Linked DNA regions of Drosophila melanogaster: region 2 is linked to region 1. The links are chromatin contacts, called in public Hi-C maps. All regions are on one chromosome and are shown on one strand. The core of a region is the stretch at or near the end of the contact, and the rest is flanking DNA. Distances in the headings are between cores, read along the strand shown. Region 1 holds the start of scramb1 (scramblase 1). Region 2 holds the start of Aps (Aps pyrophosphatase).

Region 1 (4,276 bases), core at 801-3,300:
TGGGTTTTCGGTGGACATTTTTTCAGACTGACACGACTGCCTGCTCTGCAGCACAGAGATGAACTAACTGCTCGTTGGGAAAAATCAACGCCATCCACGACGACGGGCGCTTTAAATGACGCTTTGTATTATTTTATTGGTTCAATTAAGGCAGACGCTAGGCACTCCGATAAGCGCCAAAGATCTGGCAAAGATATTCAGCTTATTTCGGACGGATCCGATGCACGTGTAAACAAAAATACAATTGATAAGAGGCGGTCTAAGAACCTTAAAGTCTCTAACACTCTCCAAATTGACTACGTAAATGTTTGCACCCCACTTTGCTTCTGGGGGAACCTTTGTTCTACACCGATCTTGACGAGCTACCTCTATCTGGGACGATGGGTTCAGTGCCTGCACCCGAAGAAATCTTAAGACAACTGATTGGACATTATCTCAATCGCAGGGCAACGACACACCGACACATCACAAAGATGCGATCTTGTTTTGATTCAGCGGTTTGTGTAGTAAAATTATATAAGAAGTAAGCTCAGATATGGAATGAATAATTTTAACAAGGAAGCAGAAAGCGATAAAAGTCTCGTGCCATGATTTGAACACCCTGATTTGTGTAGAAATATGTGAGTCCAACATGTAGAACATTTGTTTTATGTTACAGACTAGTTTTTGATTACTTGCCTGCTGGTCCGCCCTGTGGGGCCATCCCTGGACCCATTCCCGGTCCCATTCCCGGTTGCGTGACAATGGGCTGTTGTGGTTGTCCCGGTGGATAACCGCCGAATGCGTTTGGTGGTCCTCCTGGTCCTGCTGGTCCGGGAGGATATCCGCCGAAGGCCTGGGGCGGTGGTGCTCCTCCTCCGTAGTGTGGCTGTCCACCAGGACCACCTACATAAGGTGGCTGTCCGCCTGGACCACCCGCATAAGGTGGCTGACCACCTGGACCACCCATGTAAGGTGGTTGTCCGGCTCCGTAGGGCGGAGCTTCTCCGTATGGCGGCATTTGGGGAACTGGAGCGTATCCGGCTGGCTGAGGACCTGGCATAAACCCCTGCAACGATCGGGAGTTGATTAAAGAATGAGTTGAATACTTATTTCAGGGGCGTTTCGATTAGTTTTTTGTGCTCTGGCTTGTATTCTTGTAGCTGTACTTATCAGCACTCTGGCACGCAAATGTATGGAGTAAATAAATATTCTATAAGAATGAAAACTTCACGCGGTTGTGCATGAATGATGAGTAATATTTTAAGTTTATCCAAAACTTAATGGAAATAAAACGCTCTTTTGGCATGAGTGAAAAACATAGTGAAAATAGTAAAGCCATAAAAACATTCATACGTAAATGTAAATAAGTAAATGCAAGAGAATTAAGCTTTCGACTTGCTTATCCAGTCTGCATTACTGGTTTTACAGTATGTATGTACATATGGATGTACATTGAGTTCTCAGTTGTTTGTGTTTATCAAACCGCCGATTCCACGGATTCGCGTGCAAATCGAATGAATCTCTTTCATTCCACAGCAAACTGACTGTGTGTCTGTTGATTTATAAATAAGCAAATACCAACTGGCATGACGTCATGGTTGTGTTGTGCTTGTACAAGAAGCACCCTTTACACCACCCACTTTCCCTAGCATTTTCATCGGCTACAGCGGGACACTTTTGGAACTCACGTAATTCGTGGGCGGCGGCGGCTGTGGATGACCGGGTGCGGGGGGATAGGGGGCGTTGTGGCCCCCAGTGGGCGGTGGGTAGCCGAATCCTTCGGCGGGCGGAGCATTTGGCTGGAATCCGGATCCGAAACCGGGTGGGGCGTAACCGCCCTGATTGACGTTACTCTTCATTTCGTGGGATTTCCCCGGATTTTTCCTCTTTTCCTGCTCTTCTTCTGCTCTCCGCGTGCTGCGTTGTTGTTGCACTGGAGGGGAATTGTTGCGGCCACGGCCCCAACGAAATCGCAACAATGTTGTATTTGTTTTGCACGCACTTTCTGTTAAGTACAGTAGTAGTTTCGATAGTAATGCAGTTCGCGAAATCAGGTGGGTTTCGGAGTGTAACCGTGACTGAAGAGCGAAAAAATACCAGCTACACGCTAAATATGCCAAGTTTTTAGCGGACAATTTCTCTGGTTTGAAAGAAGTTAGATAATTCCTAGAATGCATAACTTTAAATACAAAGTTCAGTTATATGAATTAAAATTAACAAATATTAAATATATTTTAAAATTGAATAGATGGCGCCATCAATCTTTTTAACAAAATGTTTACTTGACAATGTAAAAGTCATGTATAAATGAAATGTTTTCATAACAGCATTGCTCTATTATTAGCAGAATACAGCAAGCAAAGACACCATCCAAAATTGAAACGCCCAGTAAAGACTCAAACCTACGAGCTTGTAACTTGGTTTCTTGAAATTTGAATGTGAATCAGTTACATTTAAAAACTAATCTACTACGCTCTGAAATTATTAGTTTATTTAAACGGTATTTATATATTTCCTAAAAAATAAATAAATAATAATATTGTTTTATATACTAAATGCTTAAAGAAAGCGTTTCCCTAACTTTAACATATGCTTATTAAAATAATAAGAATTCGCATAAAGTTACTTATTCAACTAGTTATTATTATTGTTTTCAGCATAATTAAAATTTATGTTTTAGAAGCTATTTAGTAAATAAGGCATTTCCTTTGATTATTAATTTATGTTTTTAAATTGCTTAAATTTACATTTTGTAATATACGTTTTTTCTTGCTTTACTTATACTATAACTATATCAAAAATACAACTGTCCAAATTAAATAGAAACAAAAATCGTATAGTTAAAAAAAAAATGCTGAATAAATCCATTTTGTATGCCACAACTGGCTCAGAGAACAGTCCACATTTTTTCTAATGCGCAAATTTTCATTGAGAGGGTGTGCCTCCCCTACACCTCAAGGGTGCGACAGAGAGGGGCTGCGTGGTAGAAAGGGAGAGAGAGGAATAGAGAGGGCGGCGTAGTTGGCGCGCATAAAAAATGGCGGTTTCCGACGCAAGTAAAACGCAAAAAAAAAAATGATGGAAAAAATGTGGGCAGGGTGAGCGACTGTTGTAAGAGTGAAAGAGACGGGCTGTTGAAATGTGAAAAAAATGCTAAAAACCGTGTATATAGAAAAAAACTGCGAGCAGAATTCCACCCCATGGTCATGGACATCTAGCAGACGTCCCTCACTCACTCACACACACCACGGTAATTACCCATACAAATGCAGCGAGAAATGGAGGAATCGTCATCAGCATTACCGTCATGGTGGAGGACCACCCACACACCGCGCAAAATCACACATTTCGTCCTCGATGCTATAAACTTAGAACCCAATGTCCACTGATATATTTCTATATACTAAATATATTCCTTAAAGGAACACAAAATCCTGCACAATAAAATTTTCACTACGTTTGCGTGATGTTTATTTACAGCTTGACAATTTTAGAACTATTATACGAATGTATAATGGAATATATTATATATTATTAATTGACTTATATAATTTGCCTAAAAGCTATTGTTTCTTTCTGTGCAGGGCGGATTTAGTGGATCTAGAGGGGTCCTGGAGAAGGACTCATCAGGGTCAGGGAAGAAATCCAGAACTGAGCGTTTAATGCGCCATATAACGCAATATTTGTGCTGCTGCTGTGTGGGTGAGTTTAGCACATTCAATTAGTTGACTTTGCAATGGCAGCAAATGCAGAATGCGAAAATAAAACAACCGACTGAGAATTCGCATTCAGAATGGGGACCGGGAACGCGAACATATTTGCGGTTGGCAACCGACCAAAGGCACAAAAGCCGGGCTCAGCAGTGCAGCAGTTGTTGCCAGGCCAGCCCCCTTTTGTGCCACCACCACCTTTTAGCCCCTTTTGGCCCCACCCATGACCTTTGGGCCAGGGCCGTCGCTGAACGGTTCAGTGCAGGAGAGGCTCTCAAAAAATCAGGCAGGCGGCAAGCAGCCAACATAATGCAATGGTAAACAGCCATGCGGGTCCCTACACTGCTACAAAATCCAACATCAATACCAAAGGTTATGCAAAAAAGTTAACTGTGTACATATTAAATATCAAATAGTAATGATCACTTAAATCGACTTACTTTCTTTTGGATATTCAGCAGAAAATTTAAACCACCTATACTATTTTCCACTGTGCACCAAAGACCCTTAAAAAGCCCTGGATCGGGTTTCGTTTGAGCCTTGCAAAGCGCCTCATTAGCCGTCGCTTCGTCCTTAAAGCTGCT
Region 2 (4,554 bases), core at 133-2,632, 670 kb after region 1:
TTGAATAGTCTACTAAGATCCACAAAGGAAATTCATTATACTTTTAAGTACTCGTAAACATTCTAAGCTACTATCAATGCATTCTTATAGGGTTTTATCTAGGTGTGTAATCCCCGCATTCCACATAGTTTACATAAGATATTACATATATGTTTACTTTTTGGGGGCACTACCAACGTATTGCTTGCAGGGTATCATTTAGGTCTGTTCCACCCCATTGCTTATCCCCGTTCTTACGTTTGCAGTGGTATTCGCTGATAGCAGATGCGCGTTGTTGTCTTCTTAGGCACTTGTTCTCCTCCTGCTCCTCGTCCCTTCTCCTCTTATCGCTGTGGTGCCCCTTCTCCTCGACCACTGCAACAAGTGTTGGATGTGTGTGTGTGTGTGTGTGTGTGTGGGGGGCTCTGGGTATTTGCGTGTGGAAGTGTTGAGCCGGTCGCTTTTGCTTCTTGCGATTTTCTGCTTTTCTGGCGATCTCGTGCCGCTATTTTGCAGGTGCTTCTCGGCAACTCTTGCGCTCCCTGGCTTCCGCTGTTCCTCACTCGACGGAATACAAAGGGAAATGGCGAAAAGTGCACAAACAAAATCTAAAGACGACACTTTCTGCGCTCGCACGTCACACGAGACGTTGTTTTCGTATTTGTATTGGTGGTTGGCGTTCGTGTGCCGTGTGTTGTTGTTCGGAAGTAGTAACGAAAAAAGAACTGATTGTTTGTTTGTGTGGGTGGGTGTGTGTTTGTGTTGGGGGAAAAAGCGAGAAACAGAAACTTGTTGAAAATATACAACAAAAAGTCAAAAACGAGGAGAACCGAAATGAAGAAGGAAATAAAGCGCAGACAGGGCAGAATTATTTAACTACTTTGCAAATATTGCATGTTGTTTTTGTTTTTTTGTCGTTGTATTGGTTTTACACGGGAGAGCGTGTGAAGCGGTTATTCGTATGCGTGTGTGAGTAGCTTTTTCCTCGTCTCTCTCTCTCTCACAATCGTTCTCACTCGTTCTTTGTCCTCAAACTTGAGATCCGATTTTAGATCCCAGCTCAAGTTATTTGCTTTTGTTGCCGTTTAACAGCTCCTCTTTCTCCTTTTTCGCCGTTATCCCAGCGACACACATGCACACATGCTTGCGCTTTCCATTGCCTCCACAATATCCGGCTGCGAAGAATGTGCGAAGTGAATTGGCACACGGCTGCTGGAAAAGCGGAAAACAAAACGACAAAACGCGTTCCAGTTGTTGTGTTTATTGTGCCACTCCATCCACGGAATTAATCCACTTCGGTGCGAAGAGACGGCGAACGCACACAGTCTCACGTTTTGCGCTTGCTTTTCTCGCTTTATTCACGTTTATTCTATTCACTTTCAAAGAGTGTGACCGTGCGACTATCGGAAAGTTAAACCATCCGGCTTTCATCTATATATACCGTTTGTGCCGTTTTCGTTAATGAAGATATACCAAAAAGCTCTTTCGAAGCTAAATTCTGTGCTGATTTATTTTCTAATTTGAATATTAAGTTAAAATTAAGTAAATTTATGAAGATAAACATAATGCGGAATACTGCAGATTAAGCTAATTTTGTAGCTAATTTAAATAGTTGTTTTTATGGGTGGGAGTCTCGGCTATCGCCAAACCTTTGTTGTAGTGGCGCCCTCTTTTGTTTTTCACACGAACATTCATAATCAGTTTACATAATAGCCGCTGGAGGGCGCTCATGTATATTTCCAGATCCAGTACAATGCGACTAAAGATTATATATAAAAATAACAATTTTTTTCTGCAGCTTATGACTGTTTTAAAACTTAATGTACTCTTATTTGAGAATCTAGTCTCTGTTTATTGTTTTTGTTGGCGATGAAAAGACTAGTCGATATAAATATCGTCGTTTTTCCTTGAAAATCCTTGCCAAGAACAACATACATGGTTATTTCAAAATGTTTTAGTAATCTAACAAGTTTTTCATAGTCACAATTAGAGTGTCTATGTATCTCAGCATAAATAAACCTAAATTAATCTTAAATTATCTTTAAGAATTTGAACTCTGCGTACAAGTCCGCATGATTTACACGCTCGAAACCCCAACGCCGCCCAGAGAGTCGCACATTTTTGAGTCGCTGCCAGGAAAATTCGGTGAGGATACACTACAAAAAAAGGAGGGGGAGTGCGAAGAGGACTTTCGGGCAGGTCGGAGGGCCTGACTTTATGACCCAGGCGCAGCGAGTTACACAAAATTTGTTTCTTGTCCTGTCTTGTCTGTCGCAGGTTTTGTTGTAAGCTTTTAATGCAACTACTTAGCATGGAGCATGGAGCATGGAGCACAGGGGTTTGGGGATTTCTTGGTGTCCTTGGCTCGCTCCTCCCCCAATTGGCTCCTTCGGCGATTCCTTTTGCGATCTGCTTGGCTCTTTTTGCTTGCGACTGAGGCAAATTGCTTATTTCTTAATGCATTGCCATTTCCTTTTTTGGCTTTTCTTAGACAATTTGCCCCGGCATCGTGTCGCATGAGTTATGGCCTCAGTTTCCATTTCCATTGCCGTTTTCATTTCCATTTTCTTTTGGGTGACCATGCAGAAGTGTTAAGCAGTTTAACGCGCTTTTTTCATGGGCTTCTTCGGTCGCCTTGGGCATCTTCCACAGCTCCACTGGGCGACACTTGTTTAGATGTTAATTCTGCCAAATCGATCGACTGCTCCTGCCCGACTTCCTCCTCCAGCCCCGCCCACTTTTTGGGGCGGAGGGGCGGCACGCCTTGCTGCACATAAATTCAATGTCATAAATTTGGCACAAGGCGTCGCTCTGGCTACCAAAAAAAAACTTTGCCTATTTGATGCGTTCGTATGACCTCAACCAGATAGAGAGCAATGAAATCAAATGTGGACAGGAGGCGATGGCAATGGACCTCCAGGACTTCCAGGACCTTTGGGTATCGAAGCGGGCAACTAGAACGGCAAGTTCATGCACAGAATGACACAACTTTAAAATATTAAGTATACGTTAGATGCCTCATACAGCAATGTTGTATTGCATTTCTATGGTTTTAATGTTGTACAATCAAATAAGAAAATTTTTGAAGTGTATTTGTTATAAACGTGCATTATTTAACGTTTGTGTAATTTAACAAAATAACTTTAATTAACAATGATTTTTAGCAAAATGAAATTCTTAAGTCCAGTGGTTCAAGTATCCCTATATTTTAAGTTATAAATGCAAGCTGTCCAATTTTAAATTTTAAGTGTGTTGGTATTCCTTTTTTTTATTTCGTATTCCAATTGAAGCAATTTTAAGGACTAACTCGAAAATCCATAGACCAAATCAAAATGCACTTATTTTCGTCCTGCCTTCACTTAATTTTTGTTTCGCAATTGCACAATTTTTTCGTGTTTCTCCTCCATAAAATTGTTTTCCTTTCCCCATTTCCCACTACAATTTTTTTGTTTCGTACGTTATCCTGCGGCTGTTGTGGTCAACGCTCGTTCGTCCTGTCTACTGTCATTGTCCCGTTGTCGCCCCTTTTCCCTGCCCAATTTTTTCCCCTTGCCGGGGGAAAACTCGTGACCACGTGGCAAGGAAACTTCATGAATTTAAATGAACCCGATTCCCTTAAGTTACTGTTAATTGAGCCGGCAAATGGGATTCAATCCGACGGGACTTTCCAAACTTGCTGACTCCTGGCGCAGGTGTCGCAATCTGTCGTTAATTCACTAATCCCACTAATGCCACGCCCCTATCATCGGGCCGGGCAAGTTTGTCGCCCCCTTTTTCCTTTTGGCAGCATACGGTTTCACTTGAAGTCGGAAGGAGCTGGGCGGAGATAAAGGACATGGAGTCACCTACAAACGCAATTTGGCAACAAAATGCAGCAAACAGGCAGCGAAACAAAACAAAGCAAAACGAAGCAACAAACATGCAACAAGAACAACAGCAACGGAGTGCCCAGAATTATACAATTTATGCGATTTACGAGCAGGCTCCTTCGCCTTCTGGCGTCCAGTGATGGGCACATGGAGATATTCATAATGTATTAGTGGTAAAAATTTAAAAAAAAATATATCTATAAAAATGGTTCATACGAATCAAAATAAAAATGCTAAGAAATATTTATATTATAAGCCAATAAAATGCATTAAAATCACTTACAATGCTGCTTTATATATAAACTAAGTTCATGCATCACATTCCTATTTAAAATTAGTAATACTTTCCCGCCACTTAATTTTACATTTAATATTTAAATTTTTGTTCCTCTTTAAGCCCTTTATTTCTATTTCATCCTTTGTACCTTTATTTCTTATAAAAAAAAACCTTGGCATCTCTGGCTGAGAATCGGGAGTCCTTTGTCCTGCTTTTTTTACCAGCGGGCTGAAAACTATTTCTATTGCTGCGGCGCCGACATTGCCTGGGCAAGGATATGCCGTATTTCCGTTTACATAATAAATTTGCTAACCACGTTCTGTCCTCGTTGGGTGCGCCCCCCCTTCCCCTCATTTCCCTAGGCTTTCCACCCGCTTTTCCTGCTGCAGCAGCCTTCCCGCCTCCAAGTGAAATGCGGCATCGCCACCA

The links. A called contact is a pair of places that touch in the nucleus more often than the background predicts.
Region 2: a contact with region 1 is called in a Hi-C map of the Kc167 cell line, with 2.3 times the contacts expected there. The contact joins the promoter of Aps here to the promoter of scramb1 in region 1. A contact is called at or near these places in 3 of 107 Hi-C or Micro-C datasets (the Kc167 cell line and embryo).

What each region holds. Positions count from the first base shown.
Region 1 is chr3L:10,223,190-10,227,465 of dm6, forward strand. scramb1 (scramblase 1) reads right to left here and starts at 2,051. Exons shown (of 5, transcript NM_140132.3): 1 at 1,671-2,051; 2 at 679-1,048. The coding sequence starts at 1,841.
Region 2 is chr3L:10,897,741-10,902,294 of dm6, forward strand. It overlaps Aps (Aps pyrophosphatase), which reads right to left and starts at 1,383. Exons shown (of 5, transcript NM_168426.3): 1 at 996-1,383; 2 at 238-704.